2 separate regions of the Sus scrofa genome follow, and region 1 is linked to region 2. A link is a contact called in public Hi-C data. All regions are on one chromosome and are shown on one strand. Each heading gives the region's core, a stretch centred on a gene start, on an enhancer-like site or on the middle of the called end of the contact. The rest is flanking DNA. Distances are from core to core; before and after follow the strand shown.

Evidence for each region. A called contact is a pair of places that touch in the nucleus more often than the background predicts.
Region 1: a contact with region 2 is called in a Hi-C map of skeletal muscle, with 2.8 times the contacts expected there. The contact joins the promoter of SNX24 here to the promoter of SNX2 in region 2. A contact is called at or near these places in 1 of 5 promoter capture datasets (liver), 5 of 47 Hi-C or Micro-C datasets (heart right ventricle, liver and skeletal muscle) and 2 of 2 datasets of contacts at active chromatin or transcription factors (alveolar macrophages and skeletal muscle).

What each region holds. Positions count from the first base shown.
Region 1 is chr2:126,346,963-126,351,149 of Sscrofa11.1, reverse strand. SNX24 (sorting nexin-24) reads right to left here and starts at 2,870. Exons shown (of 7, transcript XM_005652942.3): 1 at 1,100-2,870. The coding sequence starts at 1,159.
Region 2 is chr2:126,268,739-126,272,964 of Sscrofa11.1, reverse strand. It overlaps SNX2 (sorting nexin-2), which reads right to left and starts at 1,752. Exons shown (of 16, transcript XM_021084682.1): 1 at 1,570-1,752. The coding sequence starts at 1,677.

The sequences.
Region 1 (4,187 bases), core at 1,621-4,120, 77 kb before region 2:
TTTTTTTTTCAATCACTACTCTTAACTCTAAAAATTCCTTTGAGAGGCGGATTTAATCCATGCTATGAAAACACAAGTTTCCAAATAAGCTGTCACCAAAACCCAATAATTTTTAGGGATGAGAAGGGTTAAAATACTTTTACGCCAAACTAATGTAACTGGAGTTTAGCAAGTGAGTGAATTAAAAGTGAAGAAAATAAACTATCCTTTAGGACGTCCCATGCGATCTTCTCCAAAACATACATGTTCTTTAAATGGAAATAAATTTTTCCAAGGTCTACCCAGGCTGAGGCATTTCTCCCCATAGCAATGATAAAAATGTCTAGATAAGGATGTCTAAGTTCATTGGGAAATCAACTTCAGTACAGTTCATTATTAAATTTATTACCCAAAGGTCCCAGGCCCTGGTCTCTGCCCTCCGGGACTCTATTCTTGAGAAAAGGGGCCCTGTTTCTCATTTCCTGCCAAACTTCAGTTCTAGGTATGGAACAGGTGCTCAGGGAGTACGTGATTTTACCATTTCAGGGCACTACAGAACCAGGAAAAAAGAAACAACCAAACAAATAAAACTTTGGAAATCATCTAAATGCAACACATGTGTTCACTTTGGCTAATAAATTCACAAATGAATAATTTATTCAATGCGCATATTTTCCATCTGAATGAATCCTACAGAACTTGGAACGTAACATCAAACCACCGCGACGCCACTTCTGTCTGGACAGAGGGGGCAGCTATGCCAGAAACGAGCGCAGCCCATCCCGGGCTCCAGAGGGCAAGCGCCGGGGAGAGTGCCTAGCACCTCGTCCAAGGACTCGACTCCCGGCGATCCTGCTGGGAGGCCGGGAGCGGGGTTGGGAGGGGGAAGCGACCAAACCCCGGCACCCAGCGCCAGGGAGGAGGGCGCCCGTTTCCTTGACAACCACTCCTGGGCGCAGCCATACCAAAGGACCGGGGGAGGGGAAGGGAAAGGAAGGGAGCGAGGGAACCCCCCACCCCACCCCGCGCAGGGGCAGCGGCGGCGGCCGAAGGCACCTCGGAGGCTCAGCAGCTGCAGGCCCGGCTCGCGGGGCCCTCTCCGGCCTCAGCCGGCGCCTACCGTGTATCCCCGCTCCAGGTCACTCTCCTCGTAGCGAAAGGACGGGATGTAGACCTCCATGGCCGCGCCAGCTAGCCCGGGAGGGCGAGCAGGGGGCGGGCTCACGGCGGCGGCCGCGGCCGCGACTCCGCCCCCGGCCCGGCCGCCCCGCCTCCCTTCCCGAGCCCCACGGAGCTGGAGGCTACGTGGCTCCGACCCGGATCCTCTGCGGACCCCGCCGCTCGCAGCGCTCTAGGAGGGCCCCGCCTGGAGCCCAGTGTGGGGAACCGAGGGCGTAGGGCTCTGGACGTCTGGATTCCGGGCCCAAAGCGCGGCGATCAGCAGTGCCCAGAGGAGGCGGGGCCTGGAAACCTGTGAGTCTGCAAAAAAGGGGTGTGCGCTCCACTGCGGTCGGGCGCCAGGGACAGGGCCGCACCCCGGCGCTCCCTGCCCTTGAGGCTCCAGTGTGCACTGGATTTGCAGTTTGCCAGACACCACCCTGAACAGACTGCAAGACGCCAAGGAGTAGAAGAGCTTCTTGATTTTGTTTTGGTTAAATTTTCCTTTTAGCCCTCGGCTGCCATGAAGAGCCGTGAACCCTGCACGACTTTTACGAAGACTTTTCTGTTTCCCTTCGATTCCAGGGTCAGTGCCTTGCTTTGCTTCGCTGTCGAACCTGGGAATCATGCTCTAATGCATAGCCCGAAGGTCGGCGGCTCACTGAGATAAACAGTCCGGTTTCTTGCTTCAGTTCTAAAATGCTGCGTCTAAGTAACTACACAGATCTTTTTACCTGTAAGAGAAAAGAGAAGGGGGAGGGGAAGATGAGGGCTGAGATTTGCCCCTCGGGCTTTGAGCTACAGATTACTGATCAAGCTTTTATTATACTTTTTATACAATAGCACAAACGATAACAGCCTACTACTAGTAGCCTGACATATATATTTTTATCTGGCATGGCTCACCTATTTACCCATTAGAGTTAAAAGTTAGAAATGTATCAGTCCAAAAAAATCTGACAGGTGGTCCAAATGAATCCTCCCCCCCCCTTTTTTTTTTTTTGCTGTATTTTACTAACTGTGTATAATTTAATTTTGCTTTGCTGAAAATATATGCAAGCCCTCAATATGCGGGTATGTTCTTGAGGGTCTTGCAGTTCAGCTATAATTGTTATAATTTTGGTTATTTCAGATGGCATAATTAAAGCTCAGAGAGGATAAATAGCTATGAAATTACAGGCTAATAATTAGAAGAGCTAAATTTCTAATCACGTTCTGTGGGCAACCACTATAAAGGAAAGAAGAATGGCACTGCAGTGAGAGAACATGGCAAATGTATTATCCCGATGCTCTTACATATCTTTTAGTATGACTCTACAATCTGTGACAGGTCAGCTGTCTTCTCAGAACATTAAGAAAAATACATGACAAATACATACATAAGAAGTTGAGGAGTTCCCACTGTGGTGTGACATTATGAGTGGAGTCTCTGCAGTGCCAGGACACAGGTTCCATCCCCAGCCCAGCACAGTGGATTAAAGGATCCAGTGTTTGCTACAGCTGCAGCATTGGTCACGACTGTGGCTTGGATCTGATCCCTGGCCCAGGAACTCCCTATGCTGTGGGGTGGCCAAAAAAGAAAAAGAAGAAGAAGAAGTTGAGAGGGAAGATTGCTGCCATGTCCTGCCCTGATGTCTGCCCCACATGATGAGCTGTCATACCAGGACCTTGCTTCAGACATGTAAATGTCCCCATCCATCAGACACCACTGTCTCTGTCGCTGACTCTGGGCTCTTTCTTCATTTTTTTTTTTTTTTTTTTTTTTTTTTTTTGCCTTTTTGCTATTTCTTTGGGCCGCTCCCGCGGCATATGGAGGTTCCCAGGCTAGGCGTCGAATAGGAGCTGTAGCCGCCGGCCTACGCCAGAGCCACAGCAACACGGGATCCGAGCCGCGTCTTCGGCCTACACCACAGCTCACGGCAACGCCGGATCGTTAACCCACTGAGCAAGGGCAGGGACCGAACCCGCAACCTCATAGTTCCTAGTCGGATTCGTTAACCACTGCGCCACGACGGGAACTCCTCTTTCTTCATTCTTAAAGCTGGGCAAGTAGAGTCTTTTCAGGCCTGTGGGGTTCAGCCCAACAACCACCAAAGAATAAGCCTAAAAAAATTGTCACTTCCCTTTAAAGAAGTGTCTCAGAGTAAACAAGAAAAGAAGGAATTCAGCTGAGGGTGGATGTGCTGCAGACCAAATTGAGTTCAGATCTGCTCAGTTTGTCTACTTACTCTCCAAGGACAAGCAGCATCTGAGGAGAAAGTCAGAGCCTAAGCCAGATCCCACAGATGACACTCTCCTCTCACTTCCCGCCCACTAACATTCCATGGACTGATGAGGCAAGGAGACAAGATGGCAGAGTAGAAAGGCTTGAGCTCACCTTCGATCATGAAAACACTAAACTCACAACTAACTGCTGAACAACCATCAACAAAGAAGACTGGAACCTACCAAAAAAAAGATACTCTACACCCAAGGACAAAGAAGAAGCTAAAATGAGATGGTAGGAGGAGTGATTTTGCAGTATAATCACATCCCATACCCACTGGTGGTTGACTCATAAACTGGAAAATAATTGTATTACAGAGATCCTCGCACAGGAGTAAGAGTTCCGAGCCCCATGTCAGGCTCCCCAGCCTGGGGGTTTGGTATAGGGAGGAGGAGCCCCTAGAGCATTTGGCTTTGAAGGGCACCACAGGGCCCGGGGAAACAGAGACACCACTCTTGGAGGGTGCACACAAGGTTTCTCCTGTGCTGGGCCCCAGGGCAGAGCAGTGACTCCGTAGGAATCTGGACAGACCTACCTGTGGGTCTTGGAATGTCCCCTAAGGAGGCAAAGGTTGGCTATGGCTCACTCTGGGGGCAGGACACTAGTTGCAGAGGCCCCAGGGAATAATCATTGAGGTGAACTCCCCCAGAGGTCACCATTTTGGAAATGAGACCTGGCTTTATCCAACAGCCTACAGGCTCCAGTTTTGGGAAGCCTCAGGTCAAACAACCAATGAAGTGGGAATAGAGCCATATCAGCTGACAGATTGCCTAAGGTCATCCTG
Region 2 (4,226 bases), core at 503-3,002:
AAATGGGAAAAATAAATTATAGTTCATTTTACTCAACTTTCCAAGACCTTAATTAAAAAGAATGCTTAAGTGTTCACAACATGCTAGCTTACACTATGTCAATTAAGTTTTTTCTGATCCTTGCTGGTGGAAAACCTTTGTAGCCCCTCACAGGAAATACAGGTCTTAGGATCCAACATAGACACTAACCTTCAGTACACTTTAAGGTAGGCTGCAGAGTGTATACAAAGGACTAAAAGGATATTAACCTCAAAAGGCAATTCACATGCAAGACAATTTTTACCAATTCCCAAGAGATGTTGGTTTAGACAATTCAGCAAACATTTGCTAAATGCAAATGTTCAAAATTTTGTGAGGAACACAAGGATGATCAAAGCACTATCCCTAGCCCCAAGAAGCACACAATCTTGAGAAGTGGGGCTTGGCCAGGAACTTGCATATACAATTAGAAGAATGTGGTCAGTACTGAAAACAGTACCCGAAGTTCCCAGTTTCAGGTAACTGAACGTCAAATAAAGGATATTTTACTGTAATTTCCCAACTGATTTCGTGCATAGTTGAACAAGCTAGGAAAGCTTACTAAAAAGCACTTTATAAGGAATTATAGCCCAAAGTAAACAATTTTCTGGGAAATTTGCTTATATTTTAATACACATATACATACTTAAAGTTGGGCTATGAGGTGTGTGTGCTCTCAACAAAAGCAAAGCAATTCAAACATGAACTTGATACAGGAGGCCCAATACAGTTAAGTTCATCGAGGGCGTTTCCTTTGACAAAAACAGGAACATTTAGCTTCAGAGATCGCTGATCATGCGAGAAAAGAGGAAAAAGGAGTGAAGATCTGTTTTCATTTCTCCCCTGGTAAATTAAAAAAAAAAACCAACCTCCCCCAGCCCACAGGAGTTTCCTGGACTCTTAACTTTATATTTTATCAATACTATGGCCCTTTGAAAGCCTAGAAACTTAAGAAGACAAACAAAATCGGTCAAACGCAGGTACGTATTAACACGCCAAAACAGAAGCCCCTCCCTCAAAGGGAACTAGGGGCCACGAAGGGACAGGATCGGGAAAAGTGCATTCATGCGCTCCCTACAGCGCCTAGGACACTCGGCATTCTGTACTCTGCTCTCCCCTTTCAGAGGCACACCCTCCCTTGGGAAGGAAAAAGCAAGCACCCCTTTAAAGGAGCTGCGGAGGTCGCCCAACAGCATGGTGAGGTTTGTTGGGACCCAGGGCAAGACCTTCTCTGCTCTGTAAAAGGAGGTGCAAGTGACACTGAGGAGGGCCAGCGGGGAAAGGACACTCCGATGCTCCGTCCGGTCCTGGCCCCTTTGGGGATTAGGCTGGCCCCGGCCCGCAGACTGCTCTCGTAAGGAGGCCTAGGGGCCAAGCCAACTCGAGCCTATTGACAGGTACCCGAGGTGGGGCCCGGGTCACAGGTGTCGCCCCAACCAGGTCCTTGCAAACCGGGGGGTGGGGAAAGACAAGTCAGGGCAGGGCAAAGGCACCTAAAGGTGAGACGCGCGGCGGGGGCGGAGCGCGGCACCCACAGCAACGCAGGCTCACCTCTAGAGTGGAGACAGTGCTGGTGAACAGGTCCTCTCCGTCCTCCAGCTCCTCAAAGTCGGTGGGTTTCCCGTCCCCCAGTGGAGGAGGTTCCCTCTCGGCCGCCATCTTCGCTCGCCCAGACTACTGCGCGAGCGGGACCTCGCGGACCTGTCACGTGAGCACGCACGGCTGGGCTGGCGCGCCGGCCGCCAGGCTCCCCCGCCTCCCCAGCCAGCCTCACGCGGCCCCGCCCAGCAGAGCGAGGCCCCGCCCCCTGCCCGGTGACGCCACCCGCTCCGAGTTGGGGCGTGCAGCCCCGCCCCTTTGCCCCTCCTTCCACCTCCACATCTGGGTGGTGGTCACTTTCTCACTGCCAGCCTGCAGTACTGACTTTTGTGGAAGAATCTTAAAGAGTTTTGTTACCACGTCGTCTTCTTAGCAAGGCTAGGCCAAAAGATTTCTGTTGTCATTACCAGTTTTAAAATCTCCTTTAGGAGTATTAAGAACTTGAAGACCACTCTTTGGGCTTGGATTATGCACAGACTAAGGCGCAAGATTCAGGACTGGCGGCAGAGAGACATCTCTTAAACTTCTAGGCTGTTCCACAGAACTTTCTGACATGATGGAATTATTCTGTATCATTGAAATGTGACTAAATTCACATCTAATTCAGACTGAGGAACTGAATTTTAAATTGTATTTAATTTTAATTACCTTAAATATAGTCACATGTGGTTAGAGGCTACCTATTGGACAATGCAGCTCTAGATAACAAAAACGTCCTGAATAACTTGTCTGAAGTTTACTCCAATTCCAATTTCATTACAAGCCATACAGTATTTTTCCTCAATAAAGTGTCAGAAAGGCTGGAAAAATGACAGTTTGGAAACCAATTTCATCACAAGCCACACAATATTTTTCCTCAACAAAGTAAGAGTCAGAAAGGCTGGAAGAATGACAATTAGGAAAAATCAGTGGATGATTGGTAAGAGTACCGTACTTGGTTCCTTCTGGCAATTACTAGATCATCACTGTGGGAGGGTCTCCTGGAGAATTTCAGCTTAAATTTCTTTATTTAAATGGGAATGTTACCTTACTCATTTCATTGCATAGGATTTTTGTCAAGCTCAAATGAGAAAATACGTGAAAGTCTTCAGAAAGATAAAGAGTGCTATGCCAATGCAAGGTATATTCTTAGAAAATTGAAAGGGGGCATAGCAGATAGCAACCTGAAGTTTTAAGTTTGCTGGAGAAGAAGGCTTCACAGGGATCTCTCTCTTTCTCTCTCTCTCTCTCTCTCTTTTTTTTTTTTTTTTTGGCTTTTTAAGGGCCAAACCTGCAGTATATGGAAGTTCCCAGGTGCTAGGGATCTAATTGGAGCTGCAGCTGCCAGTCTACACCACAGCCACAGCAAAGCCAGATCCAAGCTGAGTCTGCAACATACACCATAGTTCACAGCCACACTGGATCCTTAACCCATTGAGTGGGGCCAGGGATTGAACCTGTGTCCTCTAGGATACTAACAGGGTTTGTAACCCACTGAGCCACAATGAGAACTCCCCCCCGCGTTTTTTTTTTGTTGTTGTTTTTTTGTTTTTTTAAACAGGGATTCTTTACAAGTAAAGTAAATACAAGCCCTCAGCCCTCATTGGCCTGGGAGTTTGAAGGCCTGGGTTCTACCAGCTATGTGCAAGACTTACTTAGCAGCACAGGAATTATCATTTTTTTAAAAATACACTGGGAGCAGAAAGTTTTTCTACTCATTCTTATTCTTTCCAGCCCTAAGTTTCTGAATTTCTATGATTAGTATCAAGAAACATCAACCTGAACTATGATTAATTTAAGTACACCAAGGTCCAAATGTTGCTTGGGTGGGTTTGATTCATGGGCCAGTTGTCCCTACCATGCTGCCATCACCATTGCCATTGTTTTCTGCCTAACTGGAATAATCACCTGTTGAGGCACATTCACTGGCCTACATTCCACCACCTAGAGACAGTCTGGAGTATGTCACTGATCAGAAACTTTAATATCTTTTGAGACATCACAGCCTGTCCTGAGGAGACTCTTCTCTGTGTCTTTTTTACCTGTGCCTCTGTTTATTGCTTACTTCTTTTTGTCTCATGTTATGGTCATTTATATTCACAGCTTATTTTTTTCTTTTAAACTGGACATCTGAATTAGTTGAGATATAGATCCAGCTGCTTGTAACAGAACCACATTAAAAGTGGCTTTAAAAAATTTAGTTTCATCCCTCGTGTAGGATGATGAAGACTTTATGAGATCATCCAGGGGATATAGGTGCTCTGCCTTCCCTAGGATATAATCTCTTCCTCGTTGTCAACGTTGGCTCATCACCACAACCACATTCCAGCAGGCAGGAAAGGAGTAAAGGGAAATGGAATGATATCCCTTCCCCTTCAGGGCATAGGTCAGAAATTGCCCACACCACTTCTCTCCATATTCCTTTGATCAGCTCCTTGGTTAAATGGTCATCCCTAGCTACAGGCGACTAGGAAAGGCCACTGTGATTACACAGCCTAAGAATGAAGGGTTCTCTTACCCTGGAGAAATGGAGACTGTTGTAGGGAACCTGCCATCTCTGTTATAAAGCATCCATTCACTCTTCTCATGGTAGCATACCAGAATTTCCTTCTGGATAACGATTCTTTCCC